2 separate regions of the Zea mays genome follow, and region 1 is linked to region 2. A link is a contact called in public Hi-C data. All regions are on one chromosome and are shown on one strand. The core of a region is the stretch at or near the end of the contact, and the rest is flanking DNA. Distances in the headings are between cores, read along the strand shown. Region 1 holds the start of LOC103640507 (putative disease resistance protein At5g47280). Region 2 has its middle 120 kb from the start of LOC118476071.

The links. A called contact is a pair of places that touch in the nucleus more often than the background predicts.
Region 1: a contact with region 2 is called in a Hi-C map of bundle sheath, with 4 times the contacts expected there. The contact joins the promoter of LOC103640507 here to the enhancer-like site in region 2. A contact is called at or near these places in 12 of 25 Hi-C or Micro-C datasets (bundle sheath, ear, endosperm and 5 more) and 2 of 3 datasets of contacts at active chromatin or transcription factors (leaf and seedling).

The regions. Positions count from the first base shown.
Region 1 is chr1:167,982,501-167,989,771 of Zm-B73-REFERENCE-NAM-5.0, forward strand. LOC103640507 (putative disease resistance protein At5g47280) reads left to right here and starts at 4,746. Exons shown (of 4, transcript XM_008663275.4): 1 at 4,746-5,791; 2 at 7,083-7,271. The coding sequence starts at 4,978.
Region 2 is chr1:167,846,732-167,853,885 of Zm-B73-REFERENCE-NAM-5.0, forward strand. No RefSeq gene overlaps it. Among protein-coding and RNA genes, the nearest start is that of LOC118476071, 120 kb to the left of the region's middle. Within about 2 kb of position 4,455, at least 19 of the 20 cell types and tissues checked have an H3K27ac peak or open chromatin away from gene starts, as enhancers often do. A contact at or near this core is called in bundle sheath, ear, endosperm and 5 more, where this site is marked.

The sequences.
Region 1 (7,271 bases), core at 3,496-5,995, 140 kb after region 2:
AGCTCCTAATGAAGAGCGCCATTTCCTCGTTGTCGAGCTTGGAGGCGTCGATGGGGAGCCTACTTGATGCATACTCTTCTTTCTTCTCTTCCGTCGCTTTGAATGCGACGGGTTGCACCTCGGGTGTGGAGGTACTGCCTTGCTCCAAGTTGACAATTTGTTTGGAGCCTTTGATCATCAACTCAAAGCTCACAAACTTTCCTATAACCTCCTCGGGAGACATTAGCTTATATCTAGGATCACCACGAATTAATTGAACTTGTGTAGGATTGCGAAAAACGAGTGATCTTAGAATAACCTTGACCATTTCATGGTCATCCCATTTGGTGCTCCCGAGGTTGTGCACTTGATTCACCATGGTCTTTAGCCGGTTGTACATGGCTTGCGGCTCTTCCCCATGGTTGAGGACGAATCGACCGAGCTCTCCCTCGATCGTCTCCCTTTTGGTGATCTTGGTCACCTCGTCCCCTTCGTGTGCGGTCTTGAGGACGTCCTAAATATCTTTGGCAGTCTCTAACCCGTGCACTTTGTTATACTCCTCTCGACTTAAAGAGGCAAGGAGTATAGTTGTTGCTTGGGAGTTAAAGTGCAGTATTTGGTCGGCCTCGTCCGAATCATAGTCCTTATCCCCTACCTGTGGTACCTGCGCTCCATACTCAAAAACATCCCATATGCTTTTGTGGAGTGAGGTTAGATGACCTTTCATTTTAACACTCCACATAGAATAATCTTCACCATAAAAAACCGGTGGTTTGCCTAATGGAATGGAAAGTAAAGGAGTGTGGTTAGAAATGTGAGGATAGCGTAGGGGGATCTTACTAAACTTCTTGCACTCATGGCGCTTAGAAGTGACGGACGACGCGTCGGAGCCGGAGGTGGAGGGCGACGAAGAGTCGATCTCGTAGTAATCCACTTTCTTCATCTTTTTCTTCTTGTCGCCACTCCGATGCGACTTGACACGGGGAGGTGATTCCTCCCTTCCTTTGGCGCCGGACTCCCTTGATGGAGCCTTCCTGTGCCTTGTGCCCGTTTACATCTCCCTCTTGGTGGATCCTCCCGACATCACTTCGAGTGGTTAGACTCTAATGAAGTACCGGACTTTGATACCAATTGAAAGTCGCCTAGAGGGGGTGGATAGGCGGAATCTGAACTTTACAAACTTAAGCACACACTACAAGCCGGGGTTAGCGTTAGAATTAAATCCGAGTCCGAAAGAGAGGGAAAACAAATCAACCAAGAAATAAAGCGGATGAACATGGTGATTTGTTTTATCGAGGTTCGGTTCCAAAGAATCTAGTCCCCGTTGAGGTGGTCACAAAGACCGGGTCTCTTTCAACCCTTTCCCTTTCTTCCGACCGCGGACGGTCCGCCCCTGCACATCAACGGCTAAAATCGCAACGGTCAGCAGTAACGGATATATCAACGGCTACTTTGCATTAAATGTGTCGTCAGATGTCAGATAAAGCAGTCGTGGATGGTCCGATCGTGCACCACGGACGGTCTGCGAGGATGCTAAAAATACATTTTACCGAACCCGTCACCTTTGGGTTTTTCTGGTTTTCACCGACCGGATGGTCCGGGCCTGAGGCCGAACGGTCCGCGCTTGGTCTCGGACGGTGCTCGCTTCTCCATCGGACAGTCCGTAGTGTTGACTTGCGTTTATGTAGTGTTCCTGTCTGAGGCTCACTTTGGTGTCGCGGACGGTCTGCCGCAAGGGCCCGGACGGTCCGCGCTTAGGTGTTTTTCCAAAAAAACTTCTCCTGTCCGGAATAATCTACGGTATTCCGGACAGTCGACTTAGAATGGTTGTAGATGAATTTATGCACCTGTGAAATTATCAACTAGGCAAACTGGTTAGTCCAAAAGGTTTGTGATGGTCGTCAAACACCAAAATCGATTATAGAAAATGTTTGAGATTATTTCCCTTTCACCTGTCTACCAAGATTTTAGTGATCAAATTGGCAGAGGAATTTAGAAGCGAGATGGGTCTGGAATCATTGACCGAAACTGGATTATCCTTTTTGGGAATTAACGTGATGAATGATCTATTAATGCTCTAGAGACAGATCTTGTGATCATAAACCCCATTGCATAGGTCATAGAAATCCTCGCAAATGGTGGGCCAACATTTCTTTATAAAATCCGAATTAAACCCATCAGGACCCGGGGATTTTCCCAAAGGGAGGTTTTTGATGATATTGGTCTAAATTCATCTAAATGGGTCAAACAATCCTGACAAGATGGTGCACGCATCCGATGGTGCAGTATGGAAACACTTTAATGTTATTCACTGGGAGGAGGCACCCGTAGGACGGCGGAGGAGGTACAACAGGACGACAAAGGGACTTGAATTAAATTTCATCTAAATCGATCATGCATCCGACGACATCCAGATAATACCAAACATGGGTATTTATAATCCTACAAATGGTTACTTATAAGCTAGACCAACAAGGCAACGTCAATGACTACTATACAAGCAGTCAAGCAGTCATTAGGGGTAAGAGTGCAAGCAAGTAGGGGATGAAAGTGGTCGGGAATAGTCGGAAAAACACCTCTACCGTTTTTATTTTCATATTTATTTTGCGGGACGAAAACGAAAATAGGATATATCAGAAACGAAAACGAATGGGATGAATACGAAAATCGAAACACGATAAAATTCGGTCGGGTAAATGCTGAAATCGAATGGGAACCGATATTTTAGATCGGTAAAATCACACCATAAAACCATATGTTCATAACTTAACAACAAATAAAAAATGGCAAACACAAGTCTTAGATAAAAAGCTCCATAAATCTGTAGCACACATAGTTAACTATAGCACATAAGTTGATTACTTCATTTCTGGATCATGACGAATGGAGTTGTTTCCGAATTACAAATACGGAATACATCACGGGATCATCCCGATTAAAAAGGGGTCCCAGCTAAAGAGTTGGGAAAACAACTCTACAATTTTCGTTTTCGTTTACCGTTTTTACATCATGTTTTTGTTTTTTTAAATCGGGATCGAAAATAATCCGAACAAAACTAATAAAATCAGTTATACGATAACGGTCGATTCTAGATTTTCTCATCCAACTTTTATCCTTATAAGCGAGCCTTTTGGTCCGTTAGATCTGAATTCAATGGCTGCCCGCATGTCGCACGTAGGCCCTATGGTTTATTTAGTGCATGGTATTAAAAAAACGCCAAGAACATGTTTGACCGCATGAAAAACTCTTCACCACCAACAGTGATGAGCAGGTACGTGTACAACTATGTGTACTCGTTTGGCTTCAAAGCTGCTCCCGTAGTTTGTTGAATTTATACTGAAATATACAAGAAGGTACAGGTTTGAAAACAAGGTGCCGGGCTAGAGTTCTGGATATCTCATAAATAATCATAGTCCGTGCAGTGTGATGAATAAATGAATAAAGTTTGGCGGTGCTCATTTAATTGCTCAAATAGCTACGATCGAGTGCTGTGGCTGACGCCCATATAAAAAATCGTCCATACCAGAGATGTACTCAAGCATGCACCCGCCAGCAAGGAAAAAACAATAAATTAAACAACTACCAATGCTTCAGGCATCATCTTCTCAACAACTCAATATTTATTTAATTTTTTCTCGAGTTTAATCATTGCCGTGAGTATTTTGTCATTCATGAAAGGATTATATGAGCTTTTGATCAACTATAAGGGCCTTTTAGGTAAGTGGCTAAATTATAGATTATCTGTATAACACCGACTCCCTTTGTCCACAAGACATTGTCATGGTAATATTTTGTCCTAAGTCAAATAAACTTAAGGTTGACTAATAAATTTGTCCATATTTTTCTCCGAAATAGTGTACTGCAAAAATATGTTCCAGGATAATCTAATAATGTTTATTTGGTAATATAGATATATGTATTTTTTTACATACATATACATAAGTTTAGACAAAAACTTGAATGTTTTGCTCTTTTAAACATGGAATATACAAATAACTACGGTGATTTGATACCCGGTGTCATCGCTAGCGATTTTCATAATGGATGGTCAACCTAATAGTGAGCGATCATGCGAATAAAAGGCCATGTTGGGTGGCTAACAAGGTGGCAACTACCAATCTAATCTTGCAAAGCTAATGTCACCTTGTACCATCTGCTACATGGATTCCCAACCCTACAAAGACTATTTGGCTGTCAAGTGTCAAATGTACTCTCCACGAATCATTAACCAGACAAGGACTCTCTAAGATACATCTCCAAGACTCTCAAGGCGTTGAAATCTTTGATCACATGGGTTTTCATTTCTCCTGTGGTTGAGGTTGAGAGGTTAAGGGAGAGAATGAGGGAGGGGAAGATGCATGTGGACAGTGGACTCCATGCTGGATTTTGCCAACGACTCAGTATGCATGTGAGATGGATGCTAACCTAAGTGTACTATGCAGTTTAATAAAGGGCGTTTGACATGTATAATTCAATCACATTTTATGATGATATAAAAACATGAAGGCACTACTAGTGCCCCTTTTTTCATTCTTTTTCCAAAGTAAACCAAGGTAGCTCAGGTCTACTGGTTAAGTGAGGGAGCTGAGGTTTCATTCTGGTGACCACTAGCGGTGTCGACACGGCGGGATGGCCCCACGTGGGCGCCAGCGGTGTCAGTGACGGAGAGCTCCTCAGATCTGAACTCCAGTGGGCGGCGACCCTTCACCGCGGAGGTTGACCCCCAAACCGCCGTCTCGCACTCTCCCGCCTCCCTATAACTAATCTCCTCCTTTCCACTCCCCGCCGCGCGAAACCACACGCGGCGGCCGCCTCCTCCACCACGCCGATGGCGACCCCTCACTCACCCAGACCCAGCTGAACAACTCCCTCCACCAAGCACACGCAAGCAGGAGAAGGAGCAGGAGCAGGAGCAGGAGCCGAGGGCGGCGACAGAGAATAGAGGTAGAGGAAGGCGATCGACGAGGAGCTCGGTCTCACCTGCTAGCGGCGGCGACCATGGACCGGATGCTGCTCGACCAGCTGGCCGGCGAGGCCCTGCGGGAGGTGCTGCACGCGGTGCAGGGCACCCTGTTCTGCCGCTCCACCGCCGAGCGCCTGCGCCGGAGCGTCGAGCCGCTGCTGCCGCTCGTCCAGGGCCTCGGCCCGCACAGCACCCAGCGCTCCGCGGGGGAGCTCGGCGAGCTCGCGGCGCGGGTCAGGGAGGCGCTCGACCTGGCGCGCCGCGCCGCCGCGTCCCCGCGCTGGAACGTCTACCGCGCCGCGCAGCTGTCGCGCCGGATGGAGGCGGCCGACCGCGGCATCGCGCGCTGGCTGGAGCGCCACGCCCCCGCGCACGTCATCGGCGGCGTGCGCAGGCTCCGCGACGAGGCCGACGCGCGCATCGGTCGCCTCGAGCGCCGCGTCGAGGAGATCGCCGCCGCCACCGCGCAGCCGCCGCCCCCCGCCCTCTCCGTCCCCGTCGCGCCGCCGCCGCACAAGGGCGTGCCCATGCCGATGGAGGCGCCGCTCGCTAAGCCCGCCTTCGTCGCTATGACGAAGGAGGTGCCGCAGCACAAGGGCATGGCTATGTCGGAGCCGGTGCCGGCGAAGGCGGCGCCCGCCAAAGCCGGGGTGATGGCCATGGACATCGCCGACGGACACGAAGACGCGGAGGGGATGGTTGGCGGCGGCGTCAAGGTGGCCAAGGAAAAGGTGAAGGAGATGGTTATGAGCGGCGGCGGCAGCTGGGAGGTGGTCGGGATCTCCGGCATGGGCGGCAGCGGCAAGACCACGCTCGCCATGGAGGTCTTCAGGGATCACAAGGTCCGAGGTAAGCAGAACATCGACCACCAGATCCAAACCTTCTTTTCCTTCAGTTCTTTCCAAATCCTGTGCAAAGGTCGCGTCTTTCACAGGAATCGTCCTGTCCTTCCCTGCAAAAATTGCATCTTCCCCATGAATAGTGGGTGCTAAATTCTCCAAATTGGCGGCATAGCATCGTAGGTGGTTGGTTTGCGTGCGTGTCGTGCAATTAGGTAAAGGCGAGGTTGATGCTTTCGTTTTTCCCCAAACCACATGTTCGGTCAAATTTGGCGCTTTGACCACCAGCTAGTGACAACTGTACTGTTGTGATGGGGTTTCAGATTGCTTTTGTGAATTACCATGCTTGGACTTGAGTAACCTTATCGTGTCGTGTTCATGGACCATGGTGGCTACTTAATCTTAAATCAAGATACGTATCTGCTTAACGAACCGCACATGAGACTAATCAAATCTATTTCACATAGAATAAACCCAATTCAGATCCAAGTAACCTGCTTTTTTGAAGAAAAAAAAATCTGGAGCTGTGCTAATTTTAGGATCTCCTTTCAGTGCAAGGAATTGGGATGACGATGTTGATTTAGACCTAGTTTAGGTACTCTAGTATTGACCATAATCTATATATATTGAGGTGGATTAAGGTGTAACTTAAACTAATTTACACCCCAATCCACTTTAACACATGTGGATTGAGGTCAATACCAGAATACCCCTAATGCCGCAACCCGGGTTTGTAGCTCCATCATCTCTGTTTTCCACCAAAAAACTCATAGTAAACTTAAATTCAATTGTCACAACAACATATATTCAACGATTTTAAGTGACTGCTATCCCAAACCGTAGCTGATCTTAGGGCATGTACAGTGGAGAGACACCAAAACGGTTCTCCAAGCACAGGAGACAACTAAGAGACTCTATTGTACAGTGGAGTGTCTATAAACGTAGTCTATTAATAAATACAAAATTAAATGTATTTGTATAGCATCAGATCGATAGAACAGACGACAAATTCGTACAGTGGGAAGTGAGGCGTCTGTTGCTACTTGGTTTACGAGCCAGAGGCGTCTCTTCACGGAGAGACGGCTCTAAGATTTTTTTGCAAATAACCCCTTAAACACCTTAAGAGCCTCCACATTAAACACCACTGTACATGTCCTTAACTTCATGGTATGCTTTGTGGTCAACATGGTGATTATGGATCTCATCAAAAGCCCATGGCTACATATCTGCTCCCTGTTTGCAAGCTCTCTCTCTCCCCCACCCCTTTTCATGATTCTGACATAGTTTCTTTTTTTCTACAGCCTACTTCAACGACAGGATCTTCTTCGAGACGATCTCGCAGTCCGCGAATCTGGAGGCCATCAAGATGAAGCTGTGGGAGCAGATCAGCGGCAACATGGTGCTGGGTACATACAACCAGATCCCAGAATGGCAGCTCAAGCTAGGACCAAGGGACCGAGGACCCGTCCTTGTGATCCTCGACGATGTTT
Region 2 (7,154 bases), core at 3,205-5,704:
CTTTTGGTTTGTCAACCTCCACCAAAAGGCAGGGGGCATATGTTGGGCACAGAAAATGACCTGGTGGATAGTCCGGCCCTGAGGCCGGACGGTCCGTCGTAGTGGCACGGACCATCCGCGCGTGCGCAGAATTAGTTAGGGTTCCGGATTTCTTGCGGGATTTGTTAGCTAAACCTGCGGGGTTAACTCGAAAACCGACTTATAACAGGTCCAGACCTCCCCTTTATATAGATGAAGGGCTATGACCGATTAAACCCACACAATCGATACAATCAACTCTACTTATCGTTTTTACCTTATGCATTAGGAGTAGCTCTAGTTTAGCCTTCCTCTACCTCAAATCTTTACATCTCTACGTCGATTGGAGGCGTCTTGGGTGGCCTGCCGACGCCAAGACATACCCTAGGATCTCTCCTTCCCGACGGGGTCCCACCCGGGAGGCGAGATCTAGGTCTGTTGTGAAGAAGACGACTCTCTGCGCCATAACGGACCGTTAGGGGTGAGCGTTCGGGTTACCCGGAAATTTCGGGTCGGCTAATTCGGGTATTTTAAATTTTGGGTTTTGAGAATCGATACCCAAAATTACAACGGGTTTTACAATACCCGAAAATTCGGGTACCCAAACTGTTGTGTCAGCTTCATAAAAACAGATGCATCCTATTAAATTAGTATAAAAATACAGTTTGAATAATGATATACATGGACATAGAAACACAAGCAATCTACAATCACAAGTCATGCTTACACATAATTATAGATGCACAAATTAATAATTAAGAATGACATGAGTACATGACACATGAAAGTTCGGGTAATTCGGGTATTTTGGGTACCCGATTATGATACCTGAATTATCTGAAATAAATTCAGGTTTTGCAACTTGCTACCCGAAATTCCCGAATGAAATTCAGGTTTCAGATATTTCGGGTTTGGGTTTGGTTATTCCGGGTTCGGGTTTCGGATTATGGGTTTTTTGCCTTGCCCTAGGACCGTACGAGCCCTAGGTGCGGACCGTTCGGACGTATGAAGCGGAGACGCTCTTGCTCCCAGGTCGCGGATCGTCTGGTCCTATGTCGCGGATCATCTGTGTCTTCACAGAGAGCACCGTCAGGTGGTTCGTTCCAGTGTTTAACGTCCAGAACGACGCCAACACCTCCTATCAATGCAATTATTTTTGTTCTATAGTGTTGCTCAAGATATGAGCGACATCGGTGAACGAAATCATCCGTTGTTAGCTATTTTTTTGTCTCTCGTTTTATCAAACCGTTTGACTATTAAAAATGTTATTAATAGAAGATTTATTGTTATTATTTGGTTCTATAATTAGTAGTACATATGGCTTTATTTAGGTTACATATATGTACTGCCGCTGTTGTATCCGTGCGATTGAAAAAAATGTCTCGTTATTTAGACTGCGACACGTCTTTTACAGACAGTTCAGCGTAAGTAGATCTTTTTATTGGGTTGATATCAATAGACAAACTTTATCTCTATTTGATATTTTATTAAAAATATTAAGCAACCCCACACACCATGGGCTGATATCATATTAATACGCATACATACATATTATTAATATATTAACCGGCCTCTACGTGATCGGTATGTACTCGGTATGTACGTCGTGAGTTTCGTCATGCCTTATACGTAGGGCTGACAATGGGCTATAAATTTTGCACTATAAGATTTAAGGATCAAAGCGGGTTAGGATCGGGCTCTATTTCTAGTCATTTTTGAGCTATAATTTATTTAGGGCTTTGACATTTTGTGAAGAACTATTTGGATCACAATCCATTACCACCCCTACTTATACGTGAATATATGTTTTCTTCTTCATAACTCGCCTAACAACCAGATAAGATAGAACTTAACTCTCACATCTATGTGTCTCTACAGATAATGGGACAATAACAGCCCAGGGAGAAGAAGAGGCGCCGCTTCCGTGCGCGCTAACAAGTTTGGGTGTTTAATTATTTTTATTTAAAAATTAATAGAAATAGAGTCCGATTCTAATTCGATCCGATACTTAAATTTTATATTGTAAAATTTAGAGATCATTACCACCCCTATTAATACGATGCAACGTAATGATCTTGTACTACCCTCTATGAACTTGTTTGGATACTCTAGTATTAAACCTAATTAACATGTATTGAGGTGAATTGAGGTGTAAATTAAACAAAACCTAAGAGGTTGTTTGTTTAGAATTATAATGTGTCCAGATTAATTGAGGTGGATTGAGGTGTAAATTAAACTAATTTATACCCCAATCCACCTTAATACATGTGGATTGAGATGAATACTAGAGTATCCAAACAAAATCTAAGGGGTTGTTTGTTTAGAATTATAATGTGTCCAGATTATATAATCTGGATAGGTATAATTCTAAACAAATAGACCCTAATACTTATCACCTAGAATTGTAAAAATTTTGACCATGGAAATTGTCTCTTGCTCTGCACATAGCAAATCTGATTCATCTTACAAGACATGATTGAAAGAAACGCTCTGCCAGCTGTTTGGATGCATACACCAGCCAGTTGAACACCTAATACTACCATGATTCGGCTCTTTGCCGAGTGCTTGTCGCTTTGGCAAGTGCAATTTTTACTGTCAAAAGGGACGGGCAAAAAGGAGTTCACTGGAGCCTTCTTTGCCGAGTACTATACCAACATATATAGCAGACGCTCGACAAAGACTATGTCACGTTGCTTAGCGCCGTGACGGTGACTTTTGTCGAGTGTCCGATAAAAAGTAATTGACAAAGAAGTCGTTACTATAGATGGCCAAATGGACCGTGCCTAACGGGCCGGCCTGAAGCACGACCATTAATAGTGTCGGGCCGGGAGCCATGCCATGCTTGGGCCGCTGCCTCGGCCCGGCCCAGCACGATTATATATTTTTCATTTTATAAAACATGGTATATATATTTATATTTTATATTTGCTATTTACAACAAATACACTAGAGTTCTGCTGGTTAGTCTTCTTCATTTAGTGTTTTCCCATTTAGCGTTTTCCTCCTTGAATTGTAGAGGGAGGTCATGGGTTCAAAACCTCACTCACGTATAGTTTTTTGCTATTTGCCGGCGTGTCGTGCCTGGACTGCGGCAGGCGGGCCGGGCGGGCACGACCCGATTATCCGTCGGGCCTAACGGTGCTTCATCGAGTCCTGTTTGCCGAGAGTCACGTTCAGCAAAGAGATTATCGAATGTTTTTCTGGGCTCTGCGGAGTATCTGAATCACTCAACAAAGCACATCGTGTGAATTCATCTAGTGCATTCCGAACTGCCACCGGATATTTTTTTTGGATGACAGGTATCTGCCTATTTTCCGAATGATGAATTGCCTACTGAAATTTTATTTTTCTGGTGGCAAATAATTAATCCAAAAAATGCCGAGCTAAATCCAATCACGTGGCCACGTGGGCGCCTAATAACACCAGTCATCATCTTGTGTGGCTGTCTCTCAGTTGCCGCCATTGGATCTTTTCGTTACGGTTAGATGCCATTTGCAAGGTGCGCGGACTTTAGAGCAATAATACAAGACGAGAGGAGAGAGAGGGTTAATTCACGCAGGGGCGCAAGAGATCGAGGAAGCAACGAGTCGCTAGCTGTTGGTTGACGTCGCTACCAAGCTTAGAAGACTTTGGTGGCCAGCAGCAGCCATGCACCTTTTGCGCGCGGTGCCGGCCGGCCGGCCTCCCTCTTGTTGTTTTCCCGCCAGATGAATTCAGCACGTGTGCGAGCGAGCTTCTAGATGTTTGTTGCCAGCTAGCTGATCCTGCCTCTTGCGATTATAATGACCACATCATGCATTGCACCAGCAGCTCCTTACTTATCTCTGAGGACGATTGTACTATAGTACTATGCATGGCCAGATTCAGTGCACTGGATCAGAAGTTCAGAACAGATGTGTATCACTCGTCAGCTTGTGCAGCATGCATGCGAGTAATGGACATGCAACAGTGGTGTGCCGTGGTGGTTGCTTGATCCAGCTTTGGTTTTGTTTGTTTGTTTTTTTTTTTTTGAGGGTGGGGGGTGGGCGGGGTGGTTCAAAGTTCATGTCAACTTTATAAGGTTCAGACATGCAAAGGGGGCCGGCCGGGACTCTGAAAACCGGAGGACGACGCAGCATGTTTCACACAGTGATGTTTCCACTAGCTAGTCATCTCTTCTCATCGATCATGGCTGCTTTTGTGTGTGATGTGCATGCCGTCGATTCTTGCATTGCACCACTCACCACTGAAAAACGTCCTTGTAGCCCCGATAGATAGATTCATTTTCAGCACGCTTTCGATCACTTGTGGCACTGTCGAAAAAACCAAAGCACCCATGTCTCGTCCATGAACGTGGGTAGATTCTTTCCACAACGCACACGCACAGCATATCCTGCCAGCATCTCGCTGCAGCACTAGCAGAGGATACATGGCTGGCTTTCGACCCGCGTGGCTCATCCTGGGAGCGAGGGTTTCACGCACCAGCTGGTGCGCGCATGCATGGGATACTGCAGGCAGGATATGCTAGGGTTCTAGGCTCATGCTGGTGAAGATCAGCGATGAAGTCTTATTGGTGTATATATAATAATTGTGTGTTCAACAGCTCAAGTCTACTAGCTAGCAGCTAGCTTTAATTTTGGATGGAGAGCCTGATGAAGGGACAGGACAGTGTGAATAACCCTCTCGAGTTCTTGACTGGGTAGACAAAAGCAAGCACCCTTCAGCAGGCTAGCCTTCAACTGAGAGCGAAGAGAGACCCAGAAAACGACGTGGGGTTTACGGGAAGCAAAAGAAATAGAAAAGAAAACGACGTGCATGTGGGGCCCTGTAGTGACAGCGACAGTGACAGCCGCTGTCGCTCACACCACCACCACCCGGCCCACCAGGCTGCCTCTATACCGGGCCAATACAATGCACCACGTCAACCATTCGCCTCAGCATCTCTTACTGAGAGCGAGAGGTGCTCATCTCATGTATATTTTTTCCCATCTACTTTAGAGCTAGTTTTACAATCTATTTCTATTTTTTTTAAAAAATCTATTTTTCAAAGGAAAACTAGTTCATTTTTTCTTGAAAAATTGTGAATCTCTTGTAAAATTGGAGTTCTCAAACTAACCCTTAAAAAGAATAATTCTCTTGCCTGGTGTAACTTTATCAGAATAATCTGATCATATTCCTCGGGGATACTGGTAACGTCACGAGGATCTTCTTCAAAAGCCTGTGGCTCGATATACGACAGCCTACGTCTAGCGTCAAAACATATTCGGCGCCGTCTCGCATACTTTTTTTTATTAAAAAAGGGGGATTTTATTTATATGTTTGACTGTAATCGTCCTAGATGCACCCATTAACATCCTCATGAACTTTTTCATAGAACTATTTTCGGTCAATTTGGTGGCTTAAAATTCTCTCGTCTTCCATTTTATTTCCTCTTATTTCATGTGACTATGGTGGTGTTGTTTTAGCTTTCTTTGCCGACTGTACTGCCAAACGTTCAGCTTTTTAAGCCGTTAAGATGAGAATCACTTTGGTGAAAATCGTTCAGAATCAACGTGAACAGAAAATCAGTCGTGTCATCGGGATAGGAGCAATCGTCGCTTTCTATATCTTAAACACTATGGACCACTTCACCTTACTTCGTATATAATCCCCACGATACTTAGATTCTCTCCGCAACCAGATTCTGTCCATAACCAGAACGATTCTAAAAAAAACTCATAATAAAAAAGCCGAACATCAAACGGGCTGTAGCTAGGTTGTGTAGTTTCCGTACAGTCCATATTCACATACCATATGTTTGGTTTCCCCGATGCAGACGTGTAGCCCCATCCAAACCTACATGGTGGGATACGGGACCTTACCCACATCTCCGCGGTGCAACCCATGTCTCCTAAAATGGCTTTCTTTGTATCCGTGTGCGCAGTTCAGAGCTCCATCATACAACCAACCATGCAGGTGCACTTCCTCGGTCAACGGATGACACAGACCTAGACGCGTACATCTAAGAAACCAAATACACGGATATAGTTAGCGAGCTTCATAAATTCGTTACCCAGATCTCTCACAAAAATTCAAATATTTAGTCGACTTATAAATTTAAACTTTGGATCATTTTGTACCATAATTACATCGCTACAAAAAATCAAGAAACTTTCTTTGGTCATATTAATTTTCTGCGCTTTCCAATAATGACGCCGAAAATTATTCGGTTGAACCTCTTTTGAAAACCGGTTGAACCTCTTTGGCAGACCTGTCAGTCAGTCTTGCCAGTCTGGCTGACAGATTGTTGTGCAGTCTAGCCAAGTTGACCAAACCGATTGAACCGCCCTGGGGGCGATTGAACCGCCCCTAACGACTCTGTCGACCTGTACGCCAGTCTGACTGGCAGATTGTTGGTCAGACGTCAGAGGGGTCAGAGACCAGTTGAACTGCCCCGAAAAACGAGTTCAACTGGTCTTGACCAGAAAGTTCAGGAGAGAAAACCCTAGTTCAACTACCCAGAGGCAAGTTCAACTGGTGTATGGTCAGAGAGGTTCACAGTTGAAGTTGAAGTTCAGCTGGAGTTGAGAAAGCTCAGCTAGAGTTGAAAAAGCTCAACTACAGCTGAAGAAGCTCAACTCAGCTGAAGTTTAGTTCAGCTGAAAAGCTCAACTGCAGCTGAAGAAGTGCAGCTGTTTTTCAACAAGAACACTCCCAGTTTCTCAAACCTAACCACTGTCAACCATAAAACGTTCAAGAGATTTTTGGTTTTCAAAAATAGCTTCTGAATATAGATGCTTGAGCTTTGGCAAACACCAACCTTCTTTTTGGATCCCTTTATAGTACGATGATTCCTATACCCAAGTTAAATAAAATATAATTAACTAAACTCCTTGAGTAATTGGCGCCTCATGTGTGATTTCTCCATGGCGTTGCTTCATAAGGATCACAAACATCTTTGTCTCACCTTTTGAAGCAAACACAACTCAAACCTTGTGACTTATACCATATCACCATATATGAGTTTAAATCATGGCTTCAAGTCACCGTACTGATGCATCAACATGTTATAACTCTTCATAGCTGATTAGTTCATCGACTTATAGTGCAAGTACTCTCTTCTTCACCTTAGCCATAGTACCTCGGTCCACAAGCCGTCGCTTGGCCTCCACCTTCGC